4 separate regions of the Zea mays genome follow, and all the other regions are linked to region 1. The links are chromatin contacts, called in public Hi-C maps. All regions are on one chromosome and are shown on one strand. The core of a region is the stretch at or near the end of the contact, and the rest is flanking DNA. Distances in the headings are between cores, read along the strand shown.

Region 1 (5,647 bases), core at 2,092-4,591:
GAAAATAATCAAACTAGAATGTACAAACTAGGTTTTGTCTAAGTGTTGCTATCTCTACCGCAATGGCTAAGTTTCAATATACACTATATAAGTATGAATACAAGACCGAAACTTAAACGCTTAATATAAATGTGGAAACTTAAAGAGCAAGGTAGAGATGCAAACTCTCGTGGATGACGCCGGTATTTTTACCGAGGTATCCGGAACCACGTAAGGTCTCGACTAATCCTCGTTGGTGCCCCTACGCAAAGGGAAGCTCACGCAAGGACCAAGCACCTCGGTCGGGTAACTCCGAGAGAGCCGCGGGCCTTCTCCACGCGCAAGTGGTGCTCCGCTTCCGACTCCTTTCGGACGCTCCCCGTCGTCTCCACTATCGAGCTTCTGGCTGAAACGCCGTGGGCATCGTTCCTTCCGGTACACGGTGGCGGCCGTGACACAAACACGGTTATCACGGTCTCGTAAGACTCTCGCCCCACTCGGTATAATTACAATGGCTCGCGCAAGAGCCGAGGGATTGATGGTTTATCTAAACTCACTCAACTAACTAGGATTCACCTAGAGCAAGCGCTAGAGCAATCTAACTAACATAAGCACTTCGCAAAGCACCTACGCTAATCACCGAGTGATTCTATTAAGCACTTGGGTGTAAGAGCACTTAGAAATGTCTACTATATGCCTTGGTATATCTCTTGGGCTCCCACACTTGGAAATGGTCGGTTGGGGTGTATTTATAGCCTCCAACACAAAACTAGCCGTTGGAGGAAAGCTGCTGCTTTCTGTGGGGTCACCGGACCGTCCGGTGCCCCTGTCCAGTGTGCCTAGCCATTGGGTCTGTCAGCGCAGGTGACCATTGGCGCGCAGGTTTTTTTGCACCGGACAGTCCGGTGGTCTTCCCTCCACGGTGCCACCTGGAACTAGCAGTTAGAACTACTGTTCCTAGTGCACCAGATAGTCCGGCGTGCCACCGGACAGTCCGGTGCTCCTGTCCGGACAGTCCGACTGTGGCAACACTTCTTCTTTTCTTGGATTTCACTTGATCTTCATAATGTCTTCTTTTGAGGTGTTGCTTTCCTCAATGCCTTGGTCCAAGTTATTTTAGCATCCTGTGAACTACAAATACAAACACTAGCAAACACATTTAGTTCATAGGTTATGTTGATCATCAAACACCAAAACCTATTAAGCCAAATGGCCTGGGGTCCATTTTCCTTACACTTAGCAAGTCTATATACATCCAAATTTACTTCAATGGGCAACATGGTCTCTTCTCTATATACTAAGTAGAGATGGCAACGGGTACAAACCCGTTGGGTTTTGCATCCTAAACACGTACCCGTGAAAAATATCCATGACCATTAAAAAACTCGTACCATGACAGGTTTGAGATTTTGCCCAAACCCGTACCCAACGAGTTCATGATTTGTTATAAAAATTATTAGTAGAGAGAATAAAATACAAATAATAAGTTGTATAATTAAGTGACCTTGCACTAAGTTATCCATCCACCACATATATAACGCTAGTAAAAACTATAATAGCAAGCAAGCAACACTTTCATCGACTACTTATACATTCACCATTTGATAAAAATTAGGGAGTAAATAAGGAATAACAAGTTTGTTGTTCGTTTATAAAATAAAATGACAATATGCACTAGGTTTGGTCGGTTTTGAAAAACCCATGGGTTCACGGGTTTGGGTACTATAGGAACAAACCTGTACTCATAAACCTATCGTGTGAGAGTTGTACTCCTACATGCCATAAAGTAAGCAAACACCCCCTAACATTAAATATCAGGCCGAGTATTGGGGAACAGTTTAGCCGATTTTAGGAAACCAATCAGGTTTGGTTGTCGACCTAGCTAGCTTTGGTTAGGTTCGTTCTATCTTTGTCCTTATCTTCTTCCTAGAACATGTTTGGATTCAAACATGTACATAAGAATTATGCAATGATCTGACCATCAAAATGTACAACTTTTTTACAGGATTAGTTATTTCGACACGTATGAGTCGGTGGCGTTAAGAAAGTCGGAGGTTAAGAGATGGCCTGGAGTCAGGATAACTGCATTGCTAAAATTTTGTTAGATAATTAAAGGGCATTGCTAATAGTAAGTAGAGATGGATTCGAATGTCTGGAGATCCGAATTATTCGGATTCGGATAAAGTGCTAATATGGATATCCGTATTCATATTCGATTTTAGTATGGATGTTAAATAGACATATCCGAATTTGGTTTTTCTTTATCCAGTTTAAGATTCGTATTTGACAACATTCGAAAAAACCGTGAAAAACCCGTGAAATATCTGATACTATTCGTGTCCGAAAGGAAGAATTATTCGATAAAATCAATTTAAACTTACTTTTATTACTAATTACTAATTACAAGTGATTTTAAACTTTAAATAATGTACTAAAAACTGATGTACACTATTTAAAATGTTAAAAATATTTATATGATAAATAAATGATTGTGTTAATCTTACATTACTAGTGTTATACAATGATAAATTTTAATTAAGATTAAAAAGGCTAATTTTGAACACATTAGATTATTGGAGTTTTTATAGTCCAAAATACAAAATACAGTTAATATATAAAAAGATTATATTTAGAGTCCAAAATATAAATATACTAGGTATAAAAAATTTACTTAAAAATGTGATATTCAACTAAGTTTCAACTAAATAATGTGTATGTACTGTTTATAATTTACTAGGTATTTGTATCCGATAGTATTCATATTCGAATTCGATTTAAAATATGGTAAATAGTGATATTCGGATTCGTTTCCATGCGTATCCGATCCGAATCCATCTTTAATAGTAAGAGCGAATACTGTATTGACACATAGTTTAACAAACTACATAAATTTTATGTGTTTTGAGGGAAAGAGAGAGCGACGGAGAGATCATAGTTTTGCTCCGTCTGCTAGAAGAACTTCATGTGTTGGAATTGACAATATAGCGGCATGTTATGCGGAGGCCCCCATTTTCTCAGCCGTCCGCGTTGGACAGGAACTGTCCATATTTAGATCGAGTACTCATTCTATCATTATCCATGTTTATCCACAACAGCCAAAATTAGCAATCCAATACACAAAACCAAACATGATTCTTGGTAAGATCATGAGAAATTCAAAAATATCCGACGAACCCGATGCACGGCCGCACTGATCCCAAGCAATAATTCCCGGGCCCACCCTATTGCATTTAAAAAAAGGGGGCTCCCACCCCTCCAGAATTACACTACATCCCACCTACCTCCTCGCATCAGGCAGGCGGGCCTCGCGTTTATAAGCCACCCTTCCTCTCCTCCACGGCCCTCGCCCTGCAAAGCACAGACACAAACCACGAGCGCGAGGCACGACCTACATCGAATCGGCCACGAACCACCATGGCGGCCTCACGCGCGCTCCTCCCCAGCCCGCAGGTGAGCCCTGCGAGCGCGCGGGTCCGCCTGGCCGCGGCCGTGCCGTCGTCGCTCACGCTCGCGGCGCGCGGCGGGGCCGGGGCCGGCGCGCGTCTCCGCGTGCGGTGCGCGATCTTGTCGTCGCCCGCGCCCGTGGCGCCCACCGAGTCGAGGCCGGTGCGCCGGATCTCGCCGTCCGCGCCGGACGGCGCGCTGCGGCCCAAGCCGGCGGTGCTGGTCGCCGAGAAGCTGAGCGAGGCCGGGCTGGCCGTGCTGCGGCAGTTCGCGGACGTGGAGTGCGCCTACGGCATGTCCCCCGCGGAGCTCCTCGCCAAGGCGGCGCAGTTCGACGCGCTCATCGTGCGCAGCGGCACCAAGGTGACGCGGGAGGTGCTGGAGGCCGGGCAGGGCCGGCTGCGGGTGGTGGGCCGCGCGGGCGTCGGGATCGACAACGTCGACCTCCAGGCCGCCACCGAGGTCGGGTGCCTCGTCGTCAACGCGCCCACCGCCAACACTATCGCCGCGGCCGAGCACGGCATCGCGCTGCTCGCCTCCATGGCGCGCAACGTCTCGCAGGCGGACGCGGCGCTCAAGGCCGGTGAGTGACATGGACACCGTTCGTTCGTCTATTCCTCGCTTGGCTGCCTAATTAGTACTAACTCCAAACTGGCTGCTTTCGTCTCGTTTGTTTTCTGCCGAGGGTGGTTGATTATTCTGGGTTGGTGTGTGTGTCAGGGTGCCTAACCAATTCATGAACAGTAAAGGCGTAAAGCCATTCTAGAATCTGGTTTATTGACAGTTTGACACCGGTTCGGATGCGAGCAGAGGTTGCATTGTTTGATGTCGCCATCACTCTGGCGACGCAAATAAAGCTGGTCCCTGGTGCTTACTGATACACCAAATCCATTACGAACTTTGTTCTAGTAATAAGATATTACCACTGCCTTTCCCAAGTCGAGGATAACACTGGCTGTTGGAGTTTTGTTGCCTGACGAGTGACGACGACACGCATGAGCATCCGATCCCAGCTCAGGCAATAGCTCGATCCGCTCTTTAAATATTTTTTGGGCCCTCGTTTGAGGTCACCGTCGAATCTGGCAGATCTAAGCAGAGAATAAAATAGATCTGGAGCTTTTAATAATTTCTGGTGCCTGATTCGTTTTGCAAACTTTCTTCTTATATTGAGGATAGATCACTATAGCGCTGATATAATTTGTTACGTTGTCTCGTGCGTGGCAACGCACGAGCATCACTGCTTAGCTTAGGCTACAGTTCTATTCAGCCCCACTAATGCCTTGCCTACTATTTATACTAACTTTTATGATAGTGCGTGCGATCCATTCATTTCTACAGCACTGCTACTAGCGTACCACCTTTTTTTTAGTTTTACAGTTCAACCATGCCACGCTGGGCACCAACACCCAAATTTGCTGGGTCCCCGTGCTTCTGTTGGATTGGAGTACACTGAATTTTGTACTCGACATGGGACTTGTACAGTACTTTCGATTAAAAAATTTTGTACAGTACTGTAATATGGTCAAATATGTCCCGTGGCCCCCCTTTCGAATCTATAGAGACTCTCCAGTCTCCAGGATATGTGTGCTGAAATATGGGCAGGTTCAATGAATCCTCTTGCCTACAGTTTTACTTGTGCCCACCATCTAATCATGTTCGTATAGGCACACTGTGGCGAGCAGCCTGGACGGACTGTTTTTTACCATTTTTTTTATACGGATACAGATCAGAATGAATATGAACGACAGTATGGGGGGCTACCTGTCGGATACGGGTATAGCCGGTGGTCTGCTACTGCTGCTACGTTGGTAATATGTCCCTATTGAACTACAATTTCAAAAACGAACCTGGTGCTTCAGTTTAGTGGAGAATACGATCCCTGAACGCTTGTCAATTCTAACCTTTTCTTTAATTGTAAAGTGACTTTAGTTAATCGCTGCAACTTTCCGGTGCTAATTGTGTAAGCCATATTGCTATTTAACTTTTGGGGCTACTTATCAAGAAAAGAAAAGAAAATTCAGATACTTGTTGCTTCCTGTTTTTGCGTGACAAACATTTTTGCTCTGCCAAACTGAAGCATGGCACATGTAAGCCTGTCTTAATCTGACTTCCCAGCTGCCAAAATCTGGCATGAAGGTAGGTGACGTAACTATAAGATATCTGCACCGTAAACATGACTTACAGAGGTGTAATTCTGGGCTAAAGATGCAACTGTGACTTGAAC
Region 2 (5,647 bases), core at 2,352-4,851, 240 kb before region 1:
GGCACGTAGTTCGGGTGGGGCAGAGGCAGGAGCAGCGGGGTGCGAGAGGTCGTCGCGGTCGCCGGGAGCATGAGTTGGTGGTGGTGGCGGCGCGCGTCGTCTTTGCGGTGGAAGCTGCGGTGGCAGCCGCATGCAGCGCACTTGAGACTGTCGCCGTCCGTGGGCATGAACTCCCCGCAGCCGTCGACGATGTGGCCGCCCAGCACCGCAGCGTGGTTCCGCAGGCACTAGTGGTACCTCGCCTCGGCGGCGTGGTTCTGGTTCCTCGGGGCAGGGGCGGGGGTGGGGGCGGATGACGACGCGGAGCTGGCACCCATGTCCTCTAAGACGGGCTCCTCCTCCTCCTCCTGGCCCCTGAATTCCATCAGCGCACGCCTGCCCCTAGCTCTCTGCCGCCGCGGCGAGATTTAGGAGGGGGAGGACGACGTTGATGGCGGCGGTGGGGGGGGGGGTTATGGAGCGGAGAATCGCAGCGGCTGATAGGATCTACGAGTTAGAGGAGGTCGTTGATGGCTTTTGCGGCAGTGGATCACGACGGCGACGAAAGCGCGAGGGGGAGCTGAGCGAAGCATCGCAGCGGTGGACTGGTCTGGGAGGAGGGTGTTGATGGCGGCGGATGACGGGATCTGGGAGTGGTCGAGGCTGAGGAGGGCGCCATGGGGAGCTAGCAGAGGGGGAGGATGTCATCGGGGACGCGGTCACCTCTCCCGCGCCCCCGCCGATGCCGCCGCTCGCGCAGACGCAGAAGGGGGATGCCGCCCAAGAGGAAAGACAGCGCGGGTGTGGTGGTACCGGCCCAGCCCGCTAGGCGGAGGGAGGACGAGGAGGAGGTCGTTTGCTTCATCTGTTTCGACGGGGGCAACCTCGTCATCTGCGATCGGAGGTGGGTGCCCCGTGCCGCGCTCTCTCCTCCCTCTCTGTTGACTGCTGCACCGCGTCGAGGAGGGTGGGTGGGTTCTCCGAGGCTCTCTGCCTGCTCCCCCGCACGTGTTGCCTCCACAATTGCGCGCTGGATCTTCTCTTTCTTTTTGTCGCGGGATTGACCCCACCTGCTCTGTTGGGGGCGGGGATCTCGGACATGGAGGACGGGGACGGGAGGCGGAGGCATGGAAGGGGCGCGGGGAGGAGTATGGAAGGGCGGCCGAAGATGGAAGGGAGGCGGGGGAGGAGGATGACAGTCAGGTTTGCCAGCGAGAATCACGGTCAGGCGGAGCAGGGGAAGGGGGTCGCGGAGGAGGGCAGAGCGTGCACCATGTGGAATTGTGGACGCCTATACTGGGCTCTTATAAAGTAGTATATATATATATATGACCAAAATAAAACTAAGATGTTTTGTGACTACCACATTAAAAACATTTGGTCAGTAAGAAAAAAGAGTAATCTGTTTAGTGTTTAGTTGAGTACTTTATAGCCATACTAAATACACATACAATGATCATCATCACTATCTCTATCTAGGTATTAGTTCTCCAAAGCCTGTTGAAGCTCTAGATTCTCCAAGTTAAATAATGGATTTTGTGAGCTTTGACGAACCTTAGTTAAATAATGAGTCTATGTTTAGTGGGCTTCGATGGACCTTAATTAAATGGGTCGTGTCAAGCCTGCTCATGGGCTTGACACACATTGGATCGTGCCGATCCAAGTTCACAATTAGGTTGGATCGTGCCTGAAATTATGTGTTTTGGGCCGGTCTAATAGGCACATCATAAATATACACCTATGCAGCCCCCTAAGATTTAAGGATCGAATCATATTAGAATTGAGTTCTATTTCTATTTATTTTTGAACTAAAATTTATTTAGAACCCTAATATTTTGTGAAGAACCATTTAGATCGTGATCCATTACCAGCTATATTACCACCTATAGCTGCGAGACTGCCGGCATCGATACAGTCGCAACATCCACAAATTTGAACACTGACGCGGTTTGGTTTTTGGCCAATGGTATGGATGGGTTTGCTATTTTTCTTCACATGCGCGTGCCGCGCATGCATTTTACCTAGTATAAAAAAATATTCAGATACATACAATACACATATACCTATATCTATATATTACCATATTACATTTTTTTCTTTAATCATTTTGTTCGTCCACCTCCCCTAACTAATAACTAGCAGTAGACGGTCCTACATTGTACTAATGCCTTCATGTCTCATACATGTTCTCATACTTGCGTCTAGCAATGATAAATACATTGTCTGATTCCAATATGTATTGAGTCACGCTGCACATATCTCATATATGCACATGATTTATGACTTGCGCTCATACATTAAAGAACAACTCATATCTACTGGTAACTCGTAGTCCTATTTTTATACATATTGCGCACACGAATAACATTTGTTAGTATAAACTCAAAAGCCTCAAACATGTCAACTCTTATGTCAATCATGAACCATTCACCACACATGGATAAATTCGAGACACTCCTCGATTTGGTCTCTTCGATTGAGGTTATTGTCTAAGGTAGAGAGGATGCGTACTTGGTATCTAGCTGCACATAAGCAAGGGTGATGTGAGAGAGTGGACGATGAGGGTGCTCGGCTCGCGAACGCGTGCTATCGTCATTGCCTATTGTACTGTTCTATATATGCCGTCTTTATGCAAGTGTTCGATGAACCCATGACGTCTTGTCGGTTTGACATGAGAGTCCGTGAGGTTTGAGATATATGATAAGTAGGCAATATTTGGATGAGTCACATCTTTTTCTGATATACAATAACACTATCTCCGTTCTTGAATATTTATCACCTGTTAGTTTATTTTTGAACTAACCCGTGATAAATAAAAAAAAGGAGTGAGTAGTAGATAAAATAGTGCTGCCGTGTGTCTATTTTTGTGCAAACTTTATATTGCAGGGATAGGATGATAATATATTAGCATATGACGGTGGTTCACTGGTTCTATCGTGTGTCTCTATTTTCGTGTAAAGTTTATATTATAGAGGAAGAGAGGGAAACTCGTTTATTTTAGGTAACGTGCATTGCTACGTTATATATGACATAGAATAAATTTTGTTTTAATAAAGCATAAAATATATGTTTTCTATTGATTAGGTGAGTGTAAATATGGAGCCAACAACCAAGGTTCAAACATTCACTTATACATAATTTCAACTTATTTTTTATATAAACTCTTCTATTATAGCAGCAGAGAAAGATTATAAAAGTGTTGGTTGATTCTAAAGAAATACCGTTGAAACTGGTGCTTTGATATAGCAAAGATAAAGAAATGAATTACAGAATTAAATTATTTTTCTACTCTAATAAAATGATATGTGGACACACTATTGTGGATGATGTGATCATGTCACCATACAAAGCAACTTGAAGGGCCGCTAATTTGTCACGTCCCACACTGCCCCAACTGCCCAGCCCAACACAGCCAGGGGGACCTGGAAGAGGGACGAGGGCGAAGCGCCAACCCCAACTGCCCAGCCCAACGAGCCATTGGCAATTTTGCCATTATCATTTGTGAGCTTCGCCAGTATGCCATCGGACCCACAAATCATAGACACAGACGGTCCCACCAGTCATAGACACGGGATGGCATAATAACAAACAGCCAAAATTGAGAGTGGCAAAATAGCAAATTTCTCCAGCCCAACACAGCCAGGGGGACCTGGAGAGATCTGAATTCCCAGCACACTCCTGCCCGCTCCTCCCCGCCGATGGAGATCCCCACCGCTGTCATCCACCGCCTCCAGTCCGCTCTCCGTGAGGCCACCTTCGCCCCTTCTGTAGAAGATGCACCCGCCCCTCCCTTCCCCTCCGTCGCCGATGCCGTCGCAGCCTTCGACTCGTGTGCCGCCTCCGTGTCGGCGGAGCTCCGATGCGTGCGCTGCGGGGCCTCGGGAGGGCTCCTGCGCGGTGTGCGGTCTGCCCTCTGCACCTACTGCGGGTGCCCCAGGCGCGGGGAGGAGGCTGAAGGCGGTGGAAGCGGCGGCGTCGCCTTCCGTGACGGCGTGGCCTACCAGTGGCTGCTCGGCTCGCTTGGACTCGACGGATCCGTGAGCTTTCCTTCCCACATTATTTGACGCTAAGAATCTGTAGATTTGATTCTTGTTGCTTAGGATCTGTTAGCTCTTCTTTCTAGCAAAGCTGAGCCAGCATTCGGGAAAGAAGATGATGTTATTCTCCTGGAGATCTTCTAATACAACTGTTTGTGGAATTGCTATCGCTTTTTTTACTTATTACGCAGTGCTATTCCTAGGAAAGTGCCCAGTAGTTAGAGAAATGTCGGTTGCCAACGGGTCTGTATGAATAGTATACCTTGTTTGGAAATTTTGATTTGCTCAGAATTCAAGAGCCATGAAAGAAATATTCTGCTAGGGTTTTGAGTTGTGAGGCATGCACAATACAAAATAAGGAATTATAATGAGGCTGTAGACATGCTACATTAACCAGAGCTAGTGAAATTTGGATTTTGATAAAAAGGGCATAAACTGCAAATAAGCCATGCCAAACAGATCCTTACACGCTCATCCATTCATCCAGTCATGTATTATAGTTTAGGAGAATCTGATTTGGCTGAACAGGGCCTTTGGTACCATTTTCCCCCCTAGAATTTAAACTTGCTACTGTGGGTGCTTGGCTGTGGTGGTGAGTGTGATCGTGGTGATGCTCAATGGGACCGCGAGGACCTCGCTTTGCCTCGCTGGAGCTGACGGTGTGGCAGAGTACACACAGAGAGACAGAGGGGTAAAAGAAGACCAAATTCTTGCTTGCTTTATTTCTTCAGTGTTTGTCATTATATAGATGAGCTTACAATCAGAATCCCTCAATCACTAATGCCAAGTAGAGAACAACCCAAACAAATTCCTATTTTAAATGAATTGTAATTGTCAAGCTGCTAATTTCTGATGGTGCTAACTTTTGGGTGTAGAGAATGCTTATATTGTTGGATATCCATGCATACCTGCTTAGCTATTTGTTTATATTTGACTACTACTACATTTGCATGTAGTGCTTACTTGCTAACTCACTATGTATTCATTAATGTGTAAAAGCCATTTATGGAATGCAAGCTCCATGCGGTTTAACAGACATTGATCTTTCATACATTGTAACTATGTACTGATTTTAATATGATTGAATCTTCCATTATGATAGATATGTGGTGAATTTACGTGTATTGATATCGTTGTCCTAGTTCTCTTTAAATTCAAAGTATGCAGGAAACATAGTCTCGTTTCTGAAGTTCAATGTTCATGGCTGATGTAAGATTTTTTTCTACTTCTTTTCCCTTTATCATTCAGGAGATTGTAGAATTCGATACTGACACTACAGCTTCGAATAAAAGCAAGGATGTACCACCACCAAACAGTGGGATGATCATATCTGATCTACTGGACTTAAAAATCACATGCCTCCCTGAAAATAAGGAAACATCTCCAAGTTCCATAACAAAGGAGCAATCATCTTCTGTGGATACACTAAATTTATCTGCTGCTAACTTAGATTCATTTTTCATTGAAAGAAAAGAAGAGATGACTTCTGCTTCTCTTCCACAAACTCATTTTTTGGAGCAGGAAAATAAAAGAACAGATAGCAAAAGCCATGAATCTAGATTGGAAGTGCATGCTGCACCTAAAAGCTTAATTAGTTCTCAAAGAACAAATCAGATTGAAGCTACTCCAGC
Region 3 (5,647 bases), core at 2,098-4,597, 180 kb before region 1:
CCTATTGCACCCCTTCTGCACAGTGCATCCCCAATGAGGGTGTAGTGGGCTGACTGCCTTGCGATGCGTTCTGCTGTGGCTTTATCATTCGGTTCCTCTTCATTCTTTATATATCTGATGATGGGCTCCCTCCAGTCATAAGAGTCTGACTCTGGCTGGCTCAAAACATTGCACTCTTCTGCTTGATCTGGGGAAATGCTCGGGCGTGGCACCTCCTGGACGAAAACTCCGGGTGGGACCTGAGTTCGACTGGATCCTAGTTTCGACAACGCGTCTGCTGCCGCGTTGTGATCTCTTTCCACATGATGAAATTCCAGCCCTTCAAATTTGTCTTCCAGTTTTCGGACGGCTGCACAGTACTTGCCCATAGAATCATTCGAGCAATCCCATTCTTTATTTATCTGACTTATGACCACCAGTGAATCTCCGTATACCATCAACCTCTTAATGCCCAGTGATATGGCAATGTTCAATCCGTGGTGGACGAAGCACCCTAGGGAAGCATCATCAAAGCATGAAGATCCACTCCAGTGCAAAGCCGAGTGACAACAAAGGCAATAACAGCCCCATGGAGAATGTCGTGGTCCACGATGTTCTGAACGTGGCTCAAAATGTCCAGTAAACGCTACAGGTGAGTTTCCCAGCGAGCACAAATGCTCTAGGTCACCGAGTCAATCTCTTGACGAAGCTCCACCAACTCAGAGTCCTGCCCTGCCCGTAAACAAAATATGAGAGTCTTAGCATCCCCGAGAAGCGGGGAAGGATGAGAAACAGGGCGAGTGGCTTACTCGTCGCATGGGCCTCCACGATGGCTAATTGCGCTTGGAGACATGCAATACGAGCGTTAGACGTCCACACGATTGACCGAGATGCCCCTAGCTGGCCCCGCAGCTCAGCCATCGCCAACAGCGGAAGGGCCAAAGACCCGACCCCGCAAGACGACTCATGGCAGATGAGCGAGGAAGAGGCAATGACCCTCTTGCACAGGAAAACACGAACAGGTCGGGAGCTACCACCAACCAGCCTTATTCCCTCCACAGGGCGGCTAACAACAATTGTGGCACCGGTGGCGTCGTAGGGCTGACTGCGTAGGTTCTCCATCACAAGGGTCAACCCTTGATTCTCAGTTTGGATAGGTGGAAGGGGAGGACAAAAGCGATATGACCTCTCCTTCGGTGCTTGAGCCCACCGCCCTACAAAGAAAGCTTATCACCAGGATAACAGAGGGCAAGAATTAGGCAAGTTCTTGGACACTACCCCCTTTCCTTCGACGGGCGACTCTTGGACCAACCTTGGTGAAGACATCTGGAGAAGGATGCTTGCTGCAGTCCATGGCCAGCTGATAGGACCCTAAGGAGTTTGAGTTGGAAAAACCCATCCCAACTGAGTGCCACTTTTAGAAAGCACGGGAGTGACGAGCAAAATCAGTTGAGGATAAACATGAGGTGACCCCCTACTTATAGCGCTCGACTAGTTCTTGAAAGCATGTTGCGGGTCTTGAGAATCTTACCAACTCAATAGTGGTAAGCTACAAAAGGGACAAGGCACCGTCCGACCCTTCATCAGCCCCGAAGGGAGACACTCTCCCCTCAGGGGCTCGGGGGCTAGTGTCGGATATATGATTCCCGGTTCCTAAGGCCCATTGGTCAGAGAACACACTTACAGAAAGCCCCTGGTCGTTCGGGCCCGTTGGTCAGCGGGAAGAGATAGATAACATCTTCCCTGGAAGAACCCACCCCTAGTCGAACCACACAGCACCGAGTCCACGCTCGGGCGTGGCGGAACCTGATAGGGGGGCGGGCGTGCCGGAGGGAAACCACTCGAGTGGATCTCGCGCCCGGCCCAAGACTGACCGATCATAAATAATCGGTCACATTAACTACGCTGGGCACCGCGCTACAGCAGAGGCGCCAGTCCGCTTCCCACTCATGACCTACGAACCCCTCAGACAGCATAGCACTCATGACCTATGAACCCTCGAACTGCGGCGTACTCATGACCTATCGAGACTAGGCCTGAGTGCGCAGACCATTGGCAGGGTGTAACACGACGAGCCGTGCTGAGCCCTAGGCTACAAAGGCCAAAGGTTAGCATAGCCTGAATGTTGACGCCTGGGACCCACACAGCCCTACGCCGTCCGCCATGATAAATACGAGACAGCCAGGCGACCCCGAGGCCCTCGATCACGCGCGGCTTTACCCCGGGTAGAACATTTAGTTTAACCTCGCCTGATGGCTCCTTCGTGGGGAAGCTGTCGTTGGCCGACCCCTCTCCCAGAAAAGGGAAGAGTTGGTCCCAGGCAAAGGGGTTGGTCAAGTGGGTTTGGTTGAGTTCTTTCGGATACGCGCCTAACAGGACGAACCCCAAACAAACCAATCAACAGGAGGAGGAGCACTGACGAGGACCAGGAGGCCAGTGTCCCGTCGCCAAGCTAAGACTTAGCTAGGACTCCACTTTGCAGCTCTTAGCTCCACTTCCACCCCGATAAGAGACTTGGGAGCCTCTTCTCCTTTCTCGCTCGCTTGTAACACATACTACGAGTTTTGATCATCAATGGTGCCGGTAGCATGAGCCGCCGATGATTGGAAGTAGAGACGTTGTTTCCGAACCAGTATAAATCTTGCGTCCACCGCACACACCCTCTGCAGCCCGAAACGCGTGCAATAAATTTACTTATCGGAGCGAGGTTCGAAACACTGACAAACACACAGAGACAAAGGCATAGAGGACTACAAAGGTCGGAGCCTAGGAGCACACCGCCACGACGATCAAGGCTTACCTAGATAGAGAGCACCAGATTCGTAGTCCTTAGGCCTCACCAGTCACCACGCATAAGAGACTTGGGAGTCTCCTCACTCTTTCGACTGGTTGTAATCCCTATGACGAGTATTGAACAACAAGGTGCTGGTAGTGCAAGATACCGAATACTGGATGTAGGGACGTTATGTTTGAACTAGTATATATTTTATGCTCACTGAACACACCATCCAGACCCAGAACGCGCATACACAAATTACTTAGAGTGATTTAAAAATAGTTTAGAATTTTTTATGCAAAATTTATCTTGGTTGGAAAAATTCACAAATATGCTCTTAAGCTTTTTAGCTACTTTAAAAACTTATTGCTTTATTATTATTTTTTAGAACTATTGAAAATTTTCTTACGTGCCATCGAGAACGTTACATAAACACATTTTATCAAAGCGAGCATCCAACTATGCAACTTGTCCTTGTAAAAGAAAAATAAAGTCTGTCGTCACTCGTCAGCCACTGTATCAGACCGGATGCTTGGTTTGCTTACGCGCTTTACAGCCCATAAACGGAACATGACATTTTCACTTGCTTCTATTTTTTCATCTCGTCACCCTAGTAGAATCATTGTCATCTTCGTTGCCCTGCTAGTCCCGTAGCTTCTCTCCCTCCTCGCTCCTCGGCTCCTCGCTTGTCGCTCCTCCTCAGCCCTCACCGCGTTCCCTCGGTCCCACCTTCCCCGCGAAGTAACCACCACTAGGACATCGGTCCACACGCTAAGCATCTAGTGCATCTAGGTCTACGCGGCGCGGGCACGCGGCCGGTACAGCTTCCCCCTGCCCCCCATCCTCCTCGTCGCCGGATGATCGCCGCCGGCGCCGCCTCGATGGGGCGCGCAGCGACTCCAGCCCCCGGGGCCCAGTCCTCCCGGTTGCCGCGCGCCGTCTCGAGGCTGCGGCTTGTGCTTCGCTCCTCGGAAGCAGCAGCGAGGAGCGGCAGCAAGAGATGGATAGGGTGCTTCCGGCCGTCGCCATCGCCGGCCACCGCCGCGGCGGGGGCGGCCGTGGTGAAGGAGGCGAAGGGAAAGCGGCCGGAGGTGGAGGTGGAGCCGGCGCGCGGCGGAGGGGAGGACGTGTGGAGCGCCGATGCTGAGACCGAAGTGGCTCAGGGTGGGGCGTTCCCCGAGCACCTCGTCATCATGGTCAATGGCCTCGTCGGGAGGTGGATCCGCGTGCCCCATGGCTTAGTTAGTCGCGCGTTTTGCGCGTGTTGATGTGCGGTGGCTAAATTTCTGTTTCTGTTTTTTTTTATACAGCGCGGACGATTGGAAGTTCGCGGCAGAGCAGTTTGTGAGGCGGATGCCGGACAAGGTGATCGTGCACCGTGAGTTACCTGACCCCATTCTGTAGGCTATTCCATTTCATGCTGGATTGTTAAATGCAGTTGCTCGCTGAGTCATGGATAGTAGTGTGCGCGTGCTGTGTTTACATTGATCTGGGGGAGATTATCATTAGGGTTGAGGATATTGGTTTATTATCCCAAATGCTGATAAAGGAGAATCGTTTTTAGCTGGCTGAAATACAGTAAGTACCAAGGAAATTGTCTGATACTGGAGTTTAGACTTGTTATGAAGGAATGTTTAGAACAAACATGTTGGTGTCAACATGAAGTTGAGATATATGAAATAATTATGGAGGATTGAGTGTCTGTCAGTCCATGCAACACACAAATAGCTGTCTAGTTGACTAGAAAGTGAAAGGTTAGGCACTTCTCAAATTTTTAATCCTATTTATTACACAAGTTTCTGTTTGAAACAGAAACATGGGATATTGTTTGTGTAACACGGCGATCTGATCCACCACACGGTGTGACAAGTGTTTTGACATATCTGTTAGGAGACAGTGACATACATAGGAAACAGAACCTGACAGAGAGAATTGGAGATGAAGTAACCATATCCTTGTACGACGACTTAGCGAAGGTCATTATGTGGAAGTGTGTATTAGCCATTTATTTTACGTTTTTTGTTCCTAAATTGCAGTAGTAAGATGCATTTGTGGCATCACCTAGTTGGCTACTTGCATGGGAAATATTGGATATCTTCTTGTGTACTCTATCTTATTCAAGAAAATAGTTCTCATCCCAGAACTTTACTTGTCATGATCTGGTATTAATATAAATATATTGTGATAGGCATTCTCTTATAGCTCTGGAAACACATAGATCTTCTTTTATGCCTTCTCTTTTTGGACTGCACGCATGAAGAAGTTGTGCAGATTTTGAAAGTTTATAAAAATGAACTTTCTGTACCCAAAGTATGAAAGAGGTTCCAGTCTTCCAGAAGTGCGTTGGGCTGATGGGCTCGTTCACTGCAGATTAAAGGCAGCTGCCATCATCCGCTGCTTGCACAGTACTTTACTGAGAGGATAGCAGCCGCAACCACAGCTGCTGGTATGGCTATGCCGAACAAAACCTTATCCTATCCAAGCTGCACTTTTCAATGTTGCCTTATTATCCCTTGTGTGGCAAGTTAGTGCATACTAGTGTGATGGCGTTAGGATGAACTGCCTTGTTTCATAGGCAAGTAGTCAACCACACTTGGCAGTGCTGTTCCAGCCCTTAAAAGTGCAGCTGTTTTTTTTTAAACTCGACCTGTGGGGGGTAAGACAACCCTAAGTATTGTATTAAGAAGACCTTCTCATAGGTCAAGAAAACCCCCAGACCCCTGCACCATCCATACACAGCGGCACCTTAGTCCATGTGAGAACGACTGCGACCGGGGCTAGGCCTTAGACCCGTGCTTTGGCGTGAGACAAACGAGGGGATGTTTTTAACCACAGCTTGAAACTTGCTCCCACGGGGAGTCGAACTTAGAATTGAAGTGTGTTACTCAGATC
Region 4 (5,647 bases), core at 2,151-4,650, 140 kb after region 1:
TGCAAGAAGAGCCACTGGTGCTGCAGGAGATACAGAGGCCTGGGTTTCCATCAAAAGAATATGGTGTGGAACTCAGAAACTTCAGAAGATTATCTGGGACTGGTCCACTAAATTGGTTGTAAGAAACATTCAAGGCCTGCAAAAAGCCTAGACTTCTCAATGTAGCAAGGCCTCCTGTGAGATTATTAAATGAAAAATCTAAGTTTTGCAACTCCACCAAATTACCCAATTGTGTTGGAATGTCACCCATTAGGCCATTGCTACTAAGGTTCAAGGCTGTGCCCAGTTTCACCAGCTGTCCTAATGACGAAGGGATACTACCCCCAAGAATATTTCCACCAAGTTGCAGCTCAATAAGCATTTCCAATTGTGAGAGAGAATCAGGCAAGCCTCCGCTGAATCTATTCTCTTGCAATCGTAGCTGTGTCAGAAACTTCAAGTTGCTTACGGTGCGGAGGGCCGAACCATTCAATGAGTTAAAACTCAAATCAAGTGAGTACAACTTGGAGCAACTGGAAATTTGCACAGGGATCGAACCATGCAATATGTTGTGTGAGAGGTCAAGTCTTTTCAGATTCACTAAGTTTCCAATTTCAGGTGGTATTGCTCCAAAAAGCTTGTTCTCTGACCAGTTTATCTCAGTAATGTTTACACATCTGCTGAAGCTTGCTGGAATGTTACCACTCAAGGAATTGTGGCTTAGGTCCATATAACTTAGATTTGCACAGTTTACAAATTGTGGAATAGACCCGTTAAGGTTATTGTTTTGTAAAATGACTCGCTTCAAACTTGGGCAGTCCACAACACTGGATGGGATGCTACCGTTGAGATGATTAAACCCTAAGTCCAAAATTCTCAATGCTTTTCTTGAACAGATGTTTGGTGGGATACTACCAACAAAACTGTTGTTTGTGAAATCTATCTGGACCAAGGGGCTATTAACACCTAGCTCCTGTGGTATGACTCCAGTGAAGAAATTATCAAACAGTGTGATGTTCTTTAGGAACTTCAGCTCAGCTAACACTGAAGGTAGCTTCCCTGTGAATCTGTTGCTATAAAGTAGGACACTCTCGAGGGTTTGGATACTCCAAATATTCTCAGGGAAGTCTCCCATGAGGCGATTCTCAAAAAGAAAGAGCTTTGACAAACTCCGTAAATTTGCAAATTCTTCAGGAACAGTGCCATCCAGCTGGTTTGCATCTAACTCTAGCCACTGCAGCGACTGACAGTTACCAATCTCAGGTGGGATCGGCCCAGAAAGGGAGTTCTGTGAAAGTAAAAGATATGTGAGGTTGCTCAATAAGCCAAGAGAATTTGGAATTTTGCCATACAAACTATTATTGACAAATCCAAGTTGTTGCAAGCTCATGCAGTTCCCCAGCCATGATGGAATTTCACCTTTTATATTATTGAAAGACAAGATGAATATTTCTAGCTTGCAGTCCTCAAAACTGAAAGAGATCTCACCTGTGAAACTATTGGTAGTAGCATCAAAAACCTTGAGACCTTTGATCATACCCAAGGTTTCAGGAATACTGCCACTCAGTTGATTATCGAGTAGATACAGATCCTCCAACTTGGTGCAGTTTCCAATTGAACTGGGCAAAACTCCAGACAACATATTTTCCTGTAACCACAGTGACTTAAGGCTTGTCATTTCACCAACCGATAAGGGCACCGAACCACTGAGCTGATTGTCATGTAGGTACACTTGCTCCAGAAACTGGTTCTTGAACAACTCCTCTGGTATTGTTCCATTGAAGGAGTTGCGGTACAGTGACAGTGATGACAATTTCTTGAGGTTGCCCAATGATGCTGGTATATTGCCAGAAAACAGGTTTTGGGACAAATCCAGTTCTTCAAGCATATTGCAGTCTCCCAATTCTAGAGGGATCAAACCAGATATGTTGTTAGCTGATAAGATGAGAATCCGCAGGTATTTCAGACGCCCTATTGCAGGTCCTATAGAACCCGAAACACCTGACGATGATAGGTCGAGAGAGATGACTCTGTTCCTTCCATTGCAACCAACACCGCTCCATGTACAGGGAGTTGCATCAGAATCACTCCAGTTGGTTCTTATGGGACTTGGTAGTATGAGGCTTTTGGACAGAGCAAGAAGAGCTAGGCCATCTGAACTCATACCCTGTGATGTTGAAACTAACACGAAGAAGAGAAAAAACTGATGCCATAAAACCAGCTTCATCTTGTCCCCGAAAATTTGGTATAGAAGTGAGCAGAAGATCCCTTTTTCCCCCTCCTATACACAAGCAGTTCAACGCACAATCAGATGGGGATTGCATATATGAACAGTTTCCATCAACCAAAATTGCCATCAAACAAACGGGGATTAGTTTTCCCATAAAAGCAAGGTTCCAGAATAATTTGATGAAACTGCAAGCTACTCTTTTTCCCGATAAAAGGTGGTAGAAACACTTTTGCAACGTTAAGAATCTTGAACAAGCCCTGCCTACTGTTCTGAAACACATACTACTAGACAATTTTCTCCGCCGAGTAGAACACGTACTCATGTTAGAACGTAATAATGTACTACTCCGTAGTACTCATAAATTAGTGTGGTTAACTAGAGCCCCCCAATTTGATAGACACCATGGACAATGAAGTGAACCACCGGCAGTTCTGATTAAAGCCGTTCTTCTGTTCAACATACTACTAATCAATAAGATGGGATCCGATCTCGAACACAGAAGCATTTCTCTATTTCTAAAAATAATGGACACCACCATATGGGCTGATGGACACCCCGATTTATTTTCTTAAAAAAAATGGTCACCTCGATTGCAACTGCAAGCAAGCGAGACGCCCTCTGTCCTACTACGCCGACGGCTCCACACAAGAATGAAGAAGCTTCCTAGGCACAGCAGAAACATTCCCCACTCCCCAGCGAAATCTGCACCCAGGAAAGCTCATTTCAGCGGGCTAGACACTGAAACAGCCATCGAATTTGCTTCGTTCCTGAACAACACACTCTCCATTTGACAGCCCGCGCTGCCAGCAACCCGAGAACTACCAGGCAGATGCGAATGCAACAGACAAGGCAGGCAGACAGCAGGAACGAAACGAATGATGGAGCGGCGGTTCCTCGGAGTCAAACGACAAGCAGCACACAGGCCAGGAAGTATAGTACGGGCGGAAACTGCTCGACCAGGAGAGAAGAACAGGGGGAGGCGAGTGTGCAGCGCTCACCAGAGACAGCAACTCTGTGCACGCAGGGCGGGAGGATCCTGCGAAACAGAGACCGGCAGGCGTTGCTCTAGTTTTCACTAGTAGCACTAGTAGAAGCATCCATGGCGGACGAGAATGAGAGAGCACCGGCAGCGCGGCGGACTGTTGGCGCAGGCACGAGCACAAGCGAGCGAAGCCACCGGTTTTTAGACAGGCGCGCCTAGAGATGGCAATGGGTAAAAACCCGTTGGGTATTACTTGCTCAAACCCATACCCGCGAAGAAAAACTACGCTCGCTAAAAAACCCATACCCATGACGGGTATAAAATTTGGCCCAAACCCATACCCATGCGGGTTTCGGATACCCAACGGGTGTCCCATACCCACTAACATCAACATAAAAAATAATTCATCATGTAAATGACAATCAATACATTAATAAGCTAGCATAAAAGGAACAAGTGATAACTAATTTTAGCCTAAAATTTGTTGCATGAGGTTTATTTCAATTAGAACATGTTCAATTAATAATATTATGAGGCATATTTATAAGGAATGTTGATTTTAAGGCGGGTTTTAAAAACCCATGGGTTTGCGGGTATGGGTAGTGGAAGAACAAACCCATACCCACGTACCCGTTGGGTTTCCATTTGAACCCATTAACAAACCCATGGGTAGAGAAATTGACCCAAACCCATACCCTAATAGAGCAAAAACCCCATCGGGTTTCGGGTAGCGGGTACCATTGCCATCTCTAGGCGCGCCGCCTTCCTTTTTGATGCGAGCCCAGCGGAGGCGGAGGGACGACACGACACGCGGTAATCCACCCCTTCCTCACACGGCCACACGGGCATACCGGTTGTCGGCTGTGTGTGGATGGCCTGCGCCCGCGGTCAACTTGCGTTGCGTTCGCACACTGTGGTCTGCGCGGCGCAAGTTCACACACCGGACTGGGGCGTGAGCTTTTGAATTTCGTTTCAGACTGGCGGCAATTTTAATCGGGGATTTGGGGGCGTTGGATGCCAAAGAAATACCCAGTATTTTTTCACTATATTATCTTAGGGGGTGTTTGGTTTCTAGGGACTAATGTTTAGTCCCATCATTTTATACTATTTTAGTCTATAAATTGACAAATATAGAAACTAAAATAGAGTTTTAATTTCTATATGTGGCAATTTTGGAACTAAAATGGAATAAATTGTAGGGACTAAAAATTAGTCTCTAGAAACCAAACACCCCCTTAGTAGAACTGTAGAAAAAAATCTCCATTTCTGCATCCATAGGTTTGCTACTCTGATCCGAGTCAAACCCACGTTTTTGCGACGGATGAAGCCTACCTTGAATGGCTTTTCTAATAGGTTATTGCTTCCTAGGATCAGTTCTTCAAGTATAAATATTGCATAATAAAACTCAAGTTTTAGAACGTAAATACAACTAAAGGACAATATGTATAAGCAGGCTTATATCTTTTCAAATGATCTTATGGACATCTTTAGCTAAATGCAAGCTTTATCCTACACTAGTATTATATCAAATGGCATAGACCAATTAATTGCTAAACACATTATTTAAATCATCATTTACATTTGGCGAGTTATTTAAATATTTTTATGCCTTTTCATCTTTTGACAATTTTTATGTATCTACTATCTATCCTAAAATATAATAATATTTAAAGATATAATTAAAAATAGCAGAAATAAGTTTTTATGAAGTCTCTTTTCTTATTAAGGGCCAACCGATCTAACGAACCAGCGATGTATAGAGTATGGATTGTCGCTGCCCAACTCACAAGGTCTCAGGCTGAAGATGATGCTGCAAAGGAGCTCGTCGAGGAGCTATTTTTGCAAAGGTGCCGAAGCCATTATCAGAAGAGTCGAAGCCCTACCAAACAGGTCCTAACTATTAGCCAGAATTTTCTTTAGGAGTGGCAATAAATATATAACTACAGTTATAATGTTAATAAATAGAATATATATACATATACAATACAAGAGTCACTGGTCATAACAATTAACACAGATATACACTAAGTACGTACTATATTTTAACTTATTATAAACTAACTCCTTTTATTTTAGCCTTAAAAACAAATACAAAACAAATTTTCTTTTTGTTAGGGGGCCATGGCCCCTACTAGCCCCCTGTCTACGCCACTGTGTTCAACCTAGCTAAAATTAGCTAATTGTTAGCCAGCTATTTGTTAGTCAGCTAATTTTGCTAACAACTTTTTAGCCAACTAACTACTAGCTCTAGTGCAATCATAGGGGCCTAAGATTCGCATGGATGGGGCCTCATGGCAAAAATGGAAGATGTGTTGCATATCATAAGACATGCATGTGGCAGACACTACAGTAGTAGTACCTACCTAATGGATACCCAGGAACGAGGTACCCAAAGTGAGGCCATGACCCTTAACACCCCATCTAAACCAATCAGGTTTTACCGAGCAACTCTATGA

The links. A called contact is a pair of places that touch in the nucleus more often than the background predicts.
Region 2: a Hi-C map of bundle sheath shows a contact between it and region 1, with 2.1 times the contacts expected there. The contact joins the promoter of LOC103643251 here to the promoter of LOC100280688 in region 1. A contact is called at or near these places in 2 of 25 Hi-C or Micro-C datasets (bundle sheath and leaf).
Region 3: a contact with region 1 is called in a Hi-C map of leaf, with 2.3 times the contacts expected there. The contact joins the promoter of LOC100281777 here to the promoter of LOC100280688 in region 1. A contact is called at or near these places in 4 of 25 Hi-C or Micro-C datasets (ear, leaf and tassel).
Region 4: a contact with region 1 is called in a Hi-C map of leaf, with 2.8 times the contacts expected there. The contact joins the promoter of LOC103643254 here to the promoter of LOC100280688 in region 1. A contact is called at or near these places in 8 of 25 Hi-C or Micro-C datasets (bundle sheath, ear, endosperm and 3 more).

The regions. Positions count from the first base shown.
Region 1 is chr1:215,275,156-215,280,802 of Zm-B73-REFERENCE-NAM-5.0, forward strand. LOC100280688 reads left to right here and starts at 3,342. Exons shown (of 5, transcript NM_001366138.1): 1 at 3,342-4,006. The coding sequence starts at 3,394.
Region 2 is chr1:215,035,199-215,040,845 of Zm-B73-REFERENCE-NAM-5.0, forward strand. LOC103643251 reads left to right here and starts at 3,602. Exons shown (of 3, transcript XM_008666404.3): 1 at 3,602-4,016; 2 at 5,265-5,647. The coding sequence starts at 3,678. It also overlaps the pseudogene LOC103645267.
Region 3 is chr1:215,098,826-215,104,472 of Zm-B73-REFERENCE-NAM-5.0, forward strand. It overlaps LOC100281777 (serine esterase family protein), which reads left to right and starts at 3,348. Exons shown (of 10, transcript NM_001154697.2): 1 at 3,348-3,971; 2 at 4,066-4,133. The coding sequence starts at 3,613.
Region 4 is chr1:215,411,171-215,416,817 of Zm-B73-REFERENCE-NAM-5.0, forward strand. It overlaps LOC103643254 (receptor-like protein kinase), which reads right to left and starts at 3,401. Exons shown (of 5, transcript XR_560915.4): 1 at 3,208-3,401; 2 at 1-2,260.